2 separate regions of the Bos taurus genome follow, and region 1 is linked to region 2. Evidence: chromatin contacts called from public Hi-C data. All regions are on one chromosome and are shown on one strand. Each heading gives the region's core, a stretch centred on a gene start, on an enhancer-like site or on the middle of the called end of the contact. The rest is flanking DNA. Distances are from core to core; before and after follow the strand shown. Region 1 overlaps GNB1 (G protein subunit beta 1). Region 2 holds the start of GNB1 (G protein subunit beta 1).

Region 1 (5,335 bases), core at 694-3,193, 35 kb after region 2:
TTTCTGAATTAATGTAATTTTTCTTTCTTTGAAATATAACTTTATTTTATTTTTGACTGTCCTGGGTCTTTGTTGCTGTACAGTCTTCTCTAGCTCCGGGGAGTGGGGCCCCCTCTTGGTTGTAGCGTGCAGGCTTCTCATTGCAGGGGCTTCTTGTGGAGCAGGAGCTCTAGGGTGCTCGGGCTTCAGTAGTTGCGGCTCCCAGGCTCCAGAGCACAGGCTCAGTAGTTGTGGTGTACAGGCTTAGTTGCTCTGCATCATGTGGGATCTTCCCAGAACAGGGATCGAACCCATGTCCCCTCATTGGCAGGAGGATTCTTTACCACCAGGGAAGCCCCAATGTTATTTTTGGCTTTAAAAGAAAAATAACTGTCAGAATTTACATTCTTGATCACCCCATGTTTCACCAAATTGTTAATTACTACATTAGTATGATTGGGAGGAAGAAATACTGTCCACTAAAAAAAAGAGTGAACAAATGTTAAAGAAATATTTGGGAGGCCCCTTGATGCCAGACTCTTTGGCACCAAGAGTAGGGTGAAGAGTCTGGTGACTGCGCCCCTGGGCCAGGCTACGCGTGTGCAGACACTTCTCCTCTCAGGTCTCTGAAATTATGTGTCCTCACTTAACTCTTGTAGGTCAGGAGCTCACAGCATCCAGTTATGTGCAAAGATCTGCCCTCGCCCTTCTGTCATGGCCAGGGAAATGCCAGCTTCTCTCCAAGGAGTGCTTTCCTTACCCTGGACTTAAGCACAGTGGCTGAGTGTTTATTACTCCTGTGAGGGGAGGGGAGTTATTTATGTCATTTACTTGTTAATCATTCGTAATAAATGAATAACTTGGATGGAACTTTGATTTTTATAGCTTGGTTTTCTTATATTCAGTAAGCTTCTTGGTGAATTCCTACAACTAATGATTCTTTAATCAAAGAGTTCTATCTTGAGTGTTTGCTTGCTTAAAGTTTAATTAGGAAGGAAAGTCTGGGACCAAAATGATACGTGTATGGTGTGTATAGATCCTTCTTGAAACAGATTTTTGATGCCCGTTTCTTTGCTGTGTTTCCACTTCTTTTCTGTGATCCCCTTCTCCCTCCCCACCCTTTTCCCCCTTTTTTTGATGACTGAACTTTTTTGTATCAACAAGGTTGCATTTAAGAGAGGGGTAGCAATTGGAGTACATTCAGGAGTGGGGAAAACAAAGTTACTATGTCTATCCCTGTCTGTGTCCAGCAGGGTTTAGTTTATGCAGGTGAGAGCCTTGAGTTCCGGAGCAGGTTGGCATGTGGACCCCTTGCTTCAGTGCCTGGCAGCAGGCAGAGCTGTGTTGAGTGCGTGAATGAAGGCTCATAGACCATTCATTGCCGGAGGTTCTGTAAACAGTTTACAGCTTCCGTCCTGCTTCGGTGCTGCTGGACAGTGTGGCTGTACGTTTTCAAACTGGAAGTACAGGCTCAGCTAGGGGTTCCTGTGGGCTCGGTCCTGCTCCCTCAGTAAAACAAGCCGCACAACTCTGGTTGGTTCCCAGTCACGTGACAGTTGTGTTTGCCGTGCACTGCAAGTGTGCAGTAAGTGTGCAATAGTGTGCTCTCTAAACAACTGTGCAGACCTGAAATGAGAAACACTTCACTGCTAAAGAGTGAAGACCATTGAGCCTTCAGTGAGTCAAATTAGTAACAGCAGGGATCACTGATAACCATGACAAATACAGTAATAATTAAGAGATTTGAAATATTTCAAGAATTCCAAAATGTGACACAGAGACACAAAGTGAGCAAATGCTGTTGGGCAGATGGCGCCAATGGACTTGCTCAACATGGGCAGGCCTGCCACAGCCCTTCAGTTTGTAAGAAAACACAGCATCTCCAAGCGCAGTCAAGCAGTCTGCCTGTAAGTGCTCCCGCCTCAGTCTGGCCTGAACCGGCGCCGGCACGGGGCTGGGTTTGCAGAATGCGATTCTGACAGTGACCACGTGATCCGTACAGACGTCGGCTGAGCTGCACAGTGCAGAGCACTGCCGGCTTCTGGGCCGCCTGCAGGCGCAGAGTCTGTCCTTGCCCCCTTCCAGGCCCCCTTGTAAGTCACAGTGGCTTCAGAGACACTTCAGCTCATAGTGCTTTCCATGTTTGTAGGAAATATGCTCATGTCTTCAGCCTGGAAGTTTTGGAAGCAGGTTCCTATTCTTGAATGTGGGGGAATATCTTACTTTTTAAAATTTGTCTCTAACTCTTCAAGGGAAGAATACATTCATGTTTCTCAGATTTCTTTGTGAAGGACTAATGGTCAGGATCATGGTTCAGATCTGGCAGAGAGACCCAAGTTCACCTGGAGTGTTTGTGTCCATGTATTTGGCCATACTCAGACTCACTGAATCTGAGTCCTGGCGACGGTGCCCGGATGTGTGGTGGGTACAAGCACCTTGAATGGTACAGGCCCTTTCAGCTTTGTTCCATAGGAGTCAGATGTCAGAGCTCTCCCTTAGAGAGTTAAGTCAGGTGACGATAAATAAGATGGTTGGAGAGGAAAAGAGATGGCTGGGGAGTGAGTTAATAGTAGGCTCCATGAAGACTGTGAGCTGGAAGGAGGCCAGCAGTGGGAGTGAGTCCAGGGTAGGAGAAAGGGAGATCGGTGGGATTGGGTGGCAGCTTGGGGTAGGATTTTCTGTGCTGAAGAGGGTGGGGAATGGACTGTCAGGGGGGTTGGAAAGGCAAGCCTGTGATTGTGATGGGATTGAGCCTGAGAGTGCAGGACCTGGGGTGCAGCCAGGAAAGGGCGCAGCAGGGAGGAGGGGCAGCAGGAGAGCAGGGTCCCCTCATCTGGTGTTCAGGGAGCAGGAGGTGACTGGCATGCCGGGTGTTGCTCATACAAGTCAAATAAGGGAACCAAGGTCTGCAGTTGCCATTACCCAGGTGGGAGGCATGGGTTATGTGATTGGAGGCTAAGACAGGTGGGAATTTCAGAGACATTTTTGGCGAAGCCATAAAATGAGGACAGAGGTCATGGCCTGACTTGGCAGCACTTTATGTCTGGAATGCAGAAGCCCTGGGACAGGACAGGAACCATGGGGGGTGTGCCCCTCCCATGTGTCCGTGCTGCTGCTCTTTTTGCCGCTTAGCCCAAGCTGTGGTGGGTGGGTTGCCACAGGCCTCAGGTTCATGTCCCACTCGCTGCCTCTATTTCCACAGCATCAGGGGACACAGTTTGGTCTGACGTTGGCTGGAGGGTACTTGTCCTTGGTGTGGTCAGCTCTGACTGGGGTGAGGGGGAGCCTGGGACAGTCCTGAGACCAGGTTTTGGAAGAGGAGCAGTTGGGGCAGCTCTTAGGAACTCGGTTTGTAAGCTGACAGCCATGAAGGCTTGGCACCATCCAAGGTACTGCCTCTTGGGGTCATCGCGACAGTGGTCTGAGAACTGGACAAGCCAGGTGGCTGGGGAGCGTGGTGGTCAGGGGGATGTGATCAGCTCTGTCTCGAGGTCGAGTGTTGTTTCCTGGCAGAGGGGAAGAGAGGGCAAGGACATTCTGAGCAGAGGAACACATTTAATTTCTATCTGGTTTTCTTTTAAAAATTGCACACAGACTTGTGTTTAAATGACAGTAAGTATTGCGTCAGGGTAAGCCCCTGGGCTCAAATCCAGTTACCGGGTGTCACACCAGCTCTGACCCTTGGTCTTAGTGCAGCTTTGAGCCCAGTTACTGACCTTCCTCTGCCTTAGGTATCTTTTCTGTAATTTTGTAGAATTGAAATGCGAAGGAAGGATGATAGCAGTACGCACTCGTTGCGTTGCTGAGGAGTTAATCAGATGGCTATAAAGTACTTAGCAACATAGCATTGGGTGCATAATAGTTATTTGATAAATTTTATGGTTGATTAACCTTTTGATCTATATCTTTTTCACAGACATACATTAGAAATCTAGTTTGGGGGCGTAGACTCTATACGGGTTTAGTTGTCCATAACGTAAAGGGTACACTGCAGATGTGGTGCTTAGAGTGGTTCCTGAGACCCACATGCATGCCTGGGGGTCAGCCCTTCCGGATGTCACTATGACAGAGCACATTCACCCCCGAACCTGAGGCCAGAAGAGGATGGAGGAGAAGATTGTGTCTCATCTGGATCTCCTAAGTTCCAGTTGTGACATCTTTCTCATTTTTTCCACTTTTGGGGGAAAATGTCCTCTAGTCTCTTCCTGGACTTTGAGTGTATGATTTTTGCTTGGAGTTAGTTCAAGACAGCACTGTTTTCTCCCAGTTTCCAGTGTTGCTGTTGGGAAGTAAGATGCTGCCGACTCTTGATCCTGTGTAGCACCAGTTTGTTCCATGTGGAAACTTTGAGGGTCCTGCCTCTGGTGTTCTGAAATACGATGTATTTTGATAGCAGTATCTTTTCATTCATTATGCCTGGCCCATGGTGCGTCTTTTCCGCCTGGAGATTGAGATGGTTCCAGGAGGAAATGATCAATGCCAGGAAGAGGTGGTGGTATAGTTGTGCTCCAAGCATATTGCTGTTTTTATTCATTTTTCCGCACTGATGTATCCCTGGCTATATATTTCCATAGCTCGTCCTCCAAGAATGTGTTAAATGCTCAGTAGTTACTGCTGTGCTTGATGGTAAAGTTACTCTTTTATTGCAAACATTTGAGCTATTCTCCCAGGCAGACCTAAATTGGGAGAAAGTTGGAGCTCTGCAGGTCATATTGGACAGGTTACCACCCTTCTGCAAAAAATAAGTACTTTTCCTCATAACTTTTCCCCAAGAGATTTATTGTCACATGTGGAAACCACAATAAAGTGTGGCTTTTTTTTTTTAGGCTTTTAATGAACGCAAGAAAATAAAGGATAATTTAAAAACCAACTGAACATGGTTAGAAGTTTTTTATTCGGCAGCTAGAGTTAACCAGATCTGTTTCTGGTTGGAGCATCACAGGCATTCCTGGGCGCCCCTTGCACCTTCACACGGAGCTGGCTCACCCCAGACTGTGACAGTGGGAATGGCAGCCCAGCACGTTCTTTCATTTTCACACTGCTCAGGAATGATGGTGTGGACATGAGACTCCTGACACGTCACGGTAGCACGTCACCGTGACGTGTGGCTGGTGTGTTCTACAGGCTGGTCGGACTCGGAAAGGACCCAGCGGTTGGAGCCGTCAGGGGCTTTACAGTGAAGTTAAACTAGCGACCAGTAACAGAACACTGTCTGGAAAGTCCCCAAATATTTGTAAATTCAACAAAGATTACATCATAAGGGAAACTTGAAAATATTTTAATTTGAATGAAAGCGAAAACAAAGCATACCAGCATTTGTGGAGCATAGTGAAAGCAGTGCTTATAGGGAAGTATA
Region 2 (5,296 bases), core at 312-2,811:
TACCCAGAGGGGGTGGTCTGCGTGTGTACGTATACATGTATGCTTGTACATGCACATGTTCCTTAGTCCACTGTCGGGGACCAGAAGTAATGGCACTCCAGGGGCAGCAAGCACAGCCTATGCCTGAATGCAGGCTTCTAAATACCTGCTCCACCAGAAGGAAACAGGGCCCCCTGGAGAACAAGTTAGGTCAAGGCTGGGGCAGGGAGGACCTGAGACAAGCCTGGAACTTCTTGTGCCAGAAATTGAGGAAGGGCTCCCAGGAAAGTGGAGACATGTCTGTGTGCTGGTAGGATGAATCAGTGTGTGTGTGTTGGGGGGAAGACGGACAAGGGGCACAGCCCCAGAGTGGGTGGGAAGGCATGGGCTCCAAGCTGAGGTCCAGGTCCACCCTAGACAGACAGTCAGGCTCACACACAAAAGGAAACAATCTGCTGCAGCTGTGAAAGAGGCTGGGGAGGGAGGGTCTACAGGGCCCCTTGAGGTTTATGGGGGCAACTGCATTGCCTGCCTGTTCTACTGTACAGGCCAGGGGGAGGAGAGGGCAGCACAGGGAGGGCTGCGGGCAGGGAGCTGATGTGGTTGCAAGGAGGTGATTAGGGTGGGGACCCCAAGCTCTTGCAGTGAAGGACGAGGGTGTCAGGAGTTGTTGGAACTGGGGAGGCAGAGGTCAGATGGAAAGGTGGAAGCCGGTGGGCTAAGGGCCCCAATCATAAACGTCCAGGAGGGGTCTGAGGACACCGGAGACTGCTGGCTGCTCACAGCTGACCTCCTTCCCCCTCCTCCACCAGGGGGTCTTTGATTCTCAGCTCCCTGGCAAACTCGGTCGCCGCATTTGCAGGGGTAGACTATTTGTCCCTACTGACAGTCGTTCTCGTTCTCGTGGTCACACCTCCATGCTCAGGTGGCCATTCCAGACAGAACCTTGACTACAGAAGCCGCACTGCCTGCACCTGCCCAGCTCACTGGAGCCCCACTGGCACCTCTGAGGACAGCCCTGACCCTGGGCTGTAGGGGCTCCACTCCGCAGGCAGACTGAAGCCAGGCGTCCCTGAGGCCGACACAGCGTGGGTGTGGGTCAGCATGGGCTGGGGGTATGTATACTCGTGTGTGTGCCGGGTGCACAATGCAGATGTGGAGCGCCCGGGGCTTTACGTGCGCGTGTACGGGGAGCGGAGTTCAGATGCTGAGCGCCGGGTGCGGTGGCAGGTTCCCGCCCTGCGTCCTTTATCTTAGTCCACCTGGCTGGGAGCCTAGCGAGTCGGCAGCCGGCAGACCACCCTACGCAGTGCCCCACGCTCCGGCCCCTGGGGAGCGGAGCCTGGCAGGGGGAGAGGCGGGTCTGACTTGGAGGCTACCAGGGAGGGTCTGAGAGGGTAGGGCGCTGCCCCTTTAAGCGGCTCGCGCACGCGCGCGGGGGGCTGGCGCTGGGACGAAGCGCGCGCGCCCCCCCGCGCGCGCGCCGGGGACTCTGCCGAGCGGGGCGTGCGCGCGCGGCGTGCGCGGTGACGCGACCGTGGGGTTTCCCGAGGCTGCGGGCAGGGGCCGCCGCGCCCATCCCGATGGCTGGAGGCGTCTGAGGGGCGGACGGAGGCGGCGGCGGCGGGAGCGGGAGCGGGCGCGGGAGTGGAGCAGCCGCCGCGGGACCGACCGGACCGAGCTTCGCCGGCGCACCTGCCCGCAGCGCCCGCGGAGCGGCCGGAGCGCGACCACCTCCCGTAGCGGCGGCCGAGGCGGCGGGGAGCGGGCGCAGCAGGCGGGACGCGGCGTCGAGGTGAGCGCGACGGCCCCAGCCCCAAAAGCGACCCCCGTCCCAGACCCCTAGCCCTGGCCGTCTCCCCCACCATTGGCCCTCCCTATCGCCCCCCCCCCGGTCGCCCGCTCGCCAGGGCCGCCCCGCCCCCACCCTCCCCGCCCCCACCCGGCTGCCTGGCCGAGTCTTCCTGCCCCGCCCGGGTGGGGTCCTCGGGGCGGGGGCGGCTGGGACCCCGCGGGCTTCGGCGGGCCCTGGGGCCGAGGTCCTGGGCTTCGGGCCGGGAGTTGGGGCGCCGGGGTCTAGAGTCCAGGTCCGGGCCTCTGGTCTGGGGTCCCGGGTGCAGGCCTGCGGTCCGGGTCCTGGGGTCCGCGGTGGGGGCGGGGCCGGAGACTCCGTGGTTTGGGGGTCTGGGGCCGGCGCCCCTCGGCCGGCTCCTAGGAGGTGGCTCGGAGGAGGGGTACCGAATGGTCCGAGAACAAAGGCGGCGGCGGCCCTGTCTCGCGCTGGGCGGTGGGCGCCATCCTTGGCCCACGGGAGGACGGGCTGCGAGAAAAGCGGCCTTTCGGAGGCTGGAGGAGAGGCCGGCGTCGCCGCGGCGGAGAAATGAGGAAGCGGCGCCTAGGGCGCGCGGGGCGGACAAAGCGCCCAGCGAACGCGGGTCCTGGCCCCACGGTCGCCGCCGGCCCGAACGGGGCCCCCCGAAACCCCGGTGCCGGCGCGCAGCCTGCGGGCGGCGTCCGGGCTCCCGCGCCCCGCGCCGAATGAATGGCCCTCGGCGGCCCGGCAAGATGGCGCGTCCGCCGCGCGGCCTTTGTCAGCCGCCGCCCGCGCCGCGGGGCTCTGGGGGCGCCGCCCGGGGGCGCCGCCCGGGGACCCCCACGGTCCCAGAGGGGTGGGGAGCGCTGAAGATTCCACCCGGGGGTCGCTGAGCCATCGGACTTTGAAAACCCTGTCTTTTTCCTTGCGAGTTGCTGTTTGACTCCAATGGTCTCCACACGTTTCTAGTGTCCTTTAAATTGCCGAGTTAGCATACCTGAGTAGCGGGAGCTTTCTGTGCTTAGTGTCTTTTTCATGGACCCTTTTGAGTTAGGATTGGGAGACTCACAGCCTGAAGGAAAACAGCAATGTATTTATGTGGGGAAACAGGGGTGTTTATTTGGGCAAAGGAAGTTGGTGGACATTTACAGTTAGAGAGTACATTACTGAGTTTATGCATACACGATGTATATATTTTCATATGTAGTTTTGGTTTAGGTTAGAGGCCTTTTTTTTTTTTTTTTTGTATTTCCATGTTGCTACGTGTTTAACAGTGATCTCAAGTAATATTTAATGATTAAGCGGTTGCCTATGAGATTATTAGGAAAAATATATAGCTATTTTTCATGATAAGCAAATAAATGGAAGTATTAGCTTTATGAGAAGTTCCTTCAACCCCAGACTCTAGATAAGGTCTGAAGACCATTGTTATCCGTAAGATTTCTACCTGAGTTCTCGTTTTCTAATTTGAGGCTGTAGTCTTTTTTGGTTTGGAGTGGGTTCTTATTTCAAAGGAAGGTTTCAGTTTGAGTCCTATTAAGATAGATAGGGCCTGTTCTGGATTTCTTCCGGAAGGTACACATTGCAAACAGAAAGCGAACAGGCAGTTCCTTTTTTGCTTCCTTACTAATACGGGTGTGTGGCTGGGGACAGGGCTGCTTGCCACCAACATGGAAACAGGTCTGAGAACCTCCAGACTGCAGACGGGAGCTTTTGGCCGGATTGAACTTTGTGACAGAGCTGTCAGAAATGGAGTGCAACTGGAAGGGTCAGAGGCCGCCCTGGCTGGATCCTGTTGGGGAAGATTTCCAGCTGCTGTGAGGCTGTCCAGCAGACTGCAGGGCCTTTCTCCTCCCGGGACTCACTCCCTCTGTCACACCAAGCCTCTGGTTTCACAGGCATTGTGATTGCTGCAAGTTTTTCTTTAGAAGGTGTGAATTGAGGAAAGCAGAGTTTTATGGTTGTGCCTGCAGCTCATTCCCAATTCTCCTGCTTGGGGGCGCGTGTTAGGCCTGCCTCTCTTCTGCAGAAATGGAGCAAGAGTATGCTAACAGAGAATATCGTTCAACTCTGCAGTTTTGCTTCAGAACTGACACTTTCTTAAATGAAAACACCCACCAGGTAGGAACCATTCTGCTTGTTTGTTACCTGAGTTTACGACAGAGCTATATTTATATTATCTTGCAAGTACTAAGAGGAATGTCCTCTTTAGTGAGACCTTAATAAGGATTTCTCTTTGTTTGATGTCTTGAGTTACTTCTGTTTTGGGAGGAGTTCAAGAAAATTTCCTCAGATTTCATTTTAATCTCAGAAGAGATTTGAAAGATTGTCAAGTCTTTTTCATCCTTAGCGACTTCGATTTCAAAGCTTGGATCACCTAGGTCTTAACATTGATCACATGAGAAGTGCACTGATTCTATGAGGAGTTCATTTATTTCTCAAAGTTTTGTTCCGTTACCTTTTATTTTACTAAAATTTTCTCTTTTATCCTTTAGCTTGATTGGTAAAGTTGTATTTCTAAAAATACCTTGAGAGGGGTCTTTATGTAGACTTGCCTACCATTGGTTGTCTTTTTAGCGAGCACCTTGATGAATAATGTTGACATGCAGTATTGGCATTTATTGTAGTGTCTTCATTAGATTGCTTTTTTCTATGCCCAAAAGATTTGGCTCATGTTGGTTTCTAAATGGGATTAAGTTCTTACTGTCTACAGACTTTGGCTTTTAGCATTAGTGGATTGGAAATGGATATCCTCAATTTTATTATATGGGCTTGACCATATGGCATGCCATATTATTTAAAAAGCCTTATTTAGCATGAGTCTAATAAAGCATTGAACAGACAGATTTTAGCATTTTTTAGGCTCCCTGGTGGCTCCGTCAGAAGAGTCTGCCTGCAGTGTGGGAGACCTGGGTTCATTCCCTGGGTCAGGAAGATCCCCTGGAGAAGGAGATGGCAACCCATTCCAGTATTCTTGCCTGGAGAATTCCATGGACAGAGGAGCCTGGTGGACTACAGTTCATGGGGTCACAAAGAGTCAGACTCTGAATTTTTTAATGTTGGTGTAAATTCTGATCTCAGGTTTGCATTTGTAGATAAGAGTGGTTTGAGAATTTATGAAGCAGGCAGTTCAGTTGAGTGAGTGGTGTAGTAAACATAGAATGAGGAGGTAAAAAGAAATTGAAATTGAAACTGATATCAGAGAAGTAATTTACAAAACTGATTGTGTAACATTACTGGGGGGAAGACACGGTCCAAATAGGTCCAAATATACATGGAGAGAATGGCTGTGTATTGAGTAATGCAATAGCACATTTGACTGTTCCGGGAAAAGAATGGAGTCCCACTTCTTTTAGAGCTGTGGGTTTTGTTTCCAGACTTAAACTCTCATTTAAGAAATACAGGCAATTCTATAGACACTTGAATTGGTCAGTGGATTAGAGGAATGCTAATAGCATTTAAAACCTTTTAGCCCACTTGTTCTTGTGGCAGTGCCTGTCCTTA

What was found. A called contact is a pair of places that touch in the nucleus more often than the background predicts.
Region 1: a Hi-C map of liver shows a contact between it and region 2, with 2.3 times the contacts expected there. The contact joins the enhancer-like site here to the promoter of GNB1 in region 2. A contact is called at or near these places in 5 of 11 Hi-C or Micro-C datasets (blastocyst, blood, liver and 1 more).

The regions. Positions count from the first base shown.
Region 1 is chr16:50,889,483-50,894,817 of ARS-UCD2.0, forward strand. All of the region lies in intron 1 of GNB1 (G protein subunit beta 1), which reads left to right. Among named protein-coding and RNA genes, the nearest start is that of GNB1, 36 kb to the left of the region's middle. Within about 2 kb of position 1,944, at least 38 of the 102 cell types and tissues checked have an H3K27ac peak or open chromatin away from gene starts, as enhancers often do. A contact at or near this core is called in blastocyst and liver, where this site is marked.
Region 2 is chr16:50,854,739-50,860,034 of ARS-UCD2.0, forward strand. GNB1 (G protein subunit beta 1) reads left to right here and starts at 1,562. Exons shown (of 11, transcript NM_175777.3): 1 at 1,562-1,774.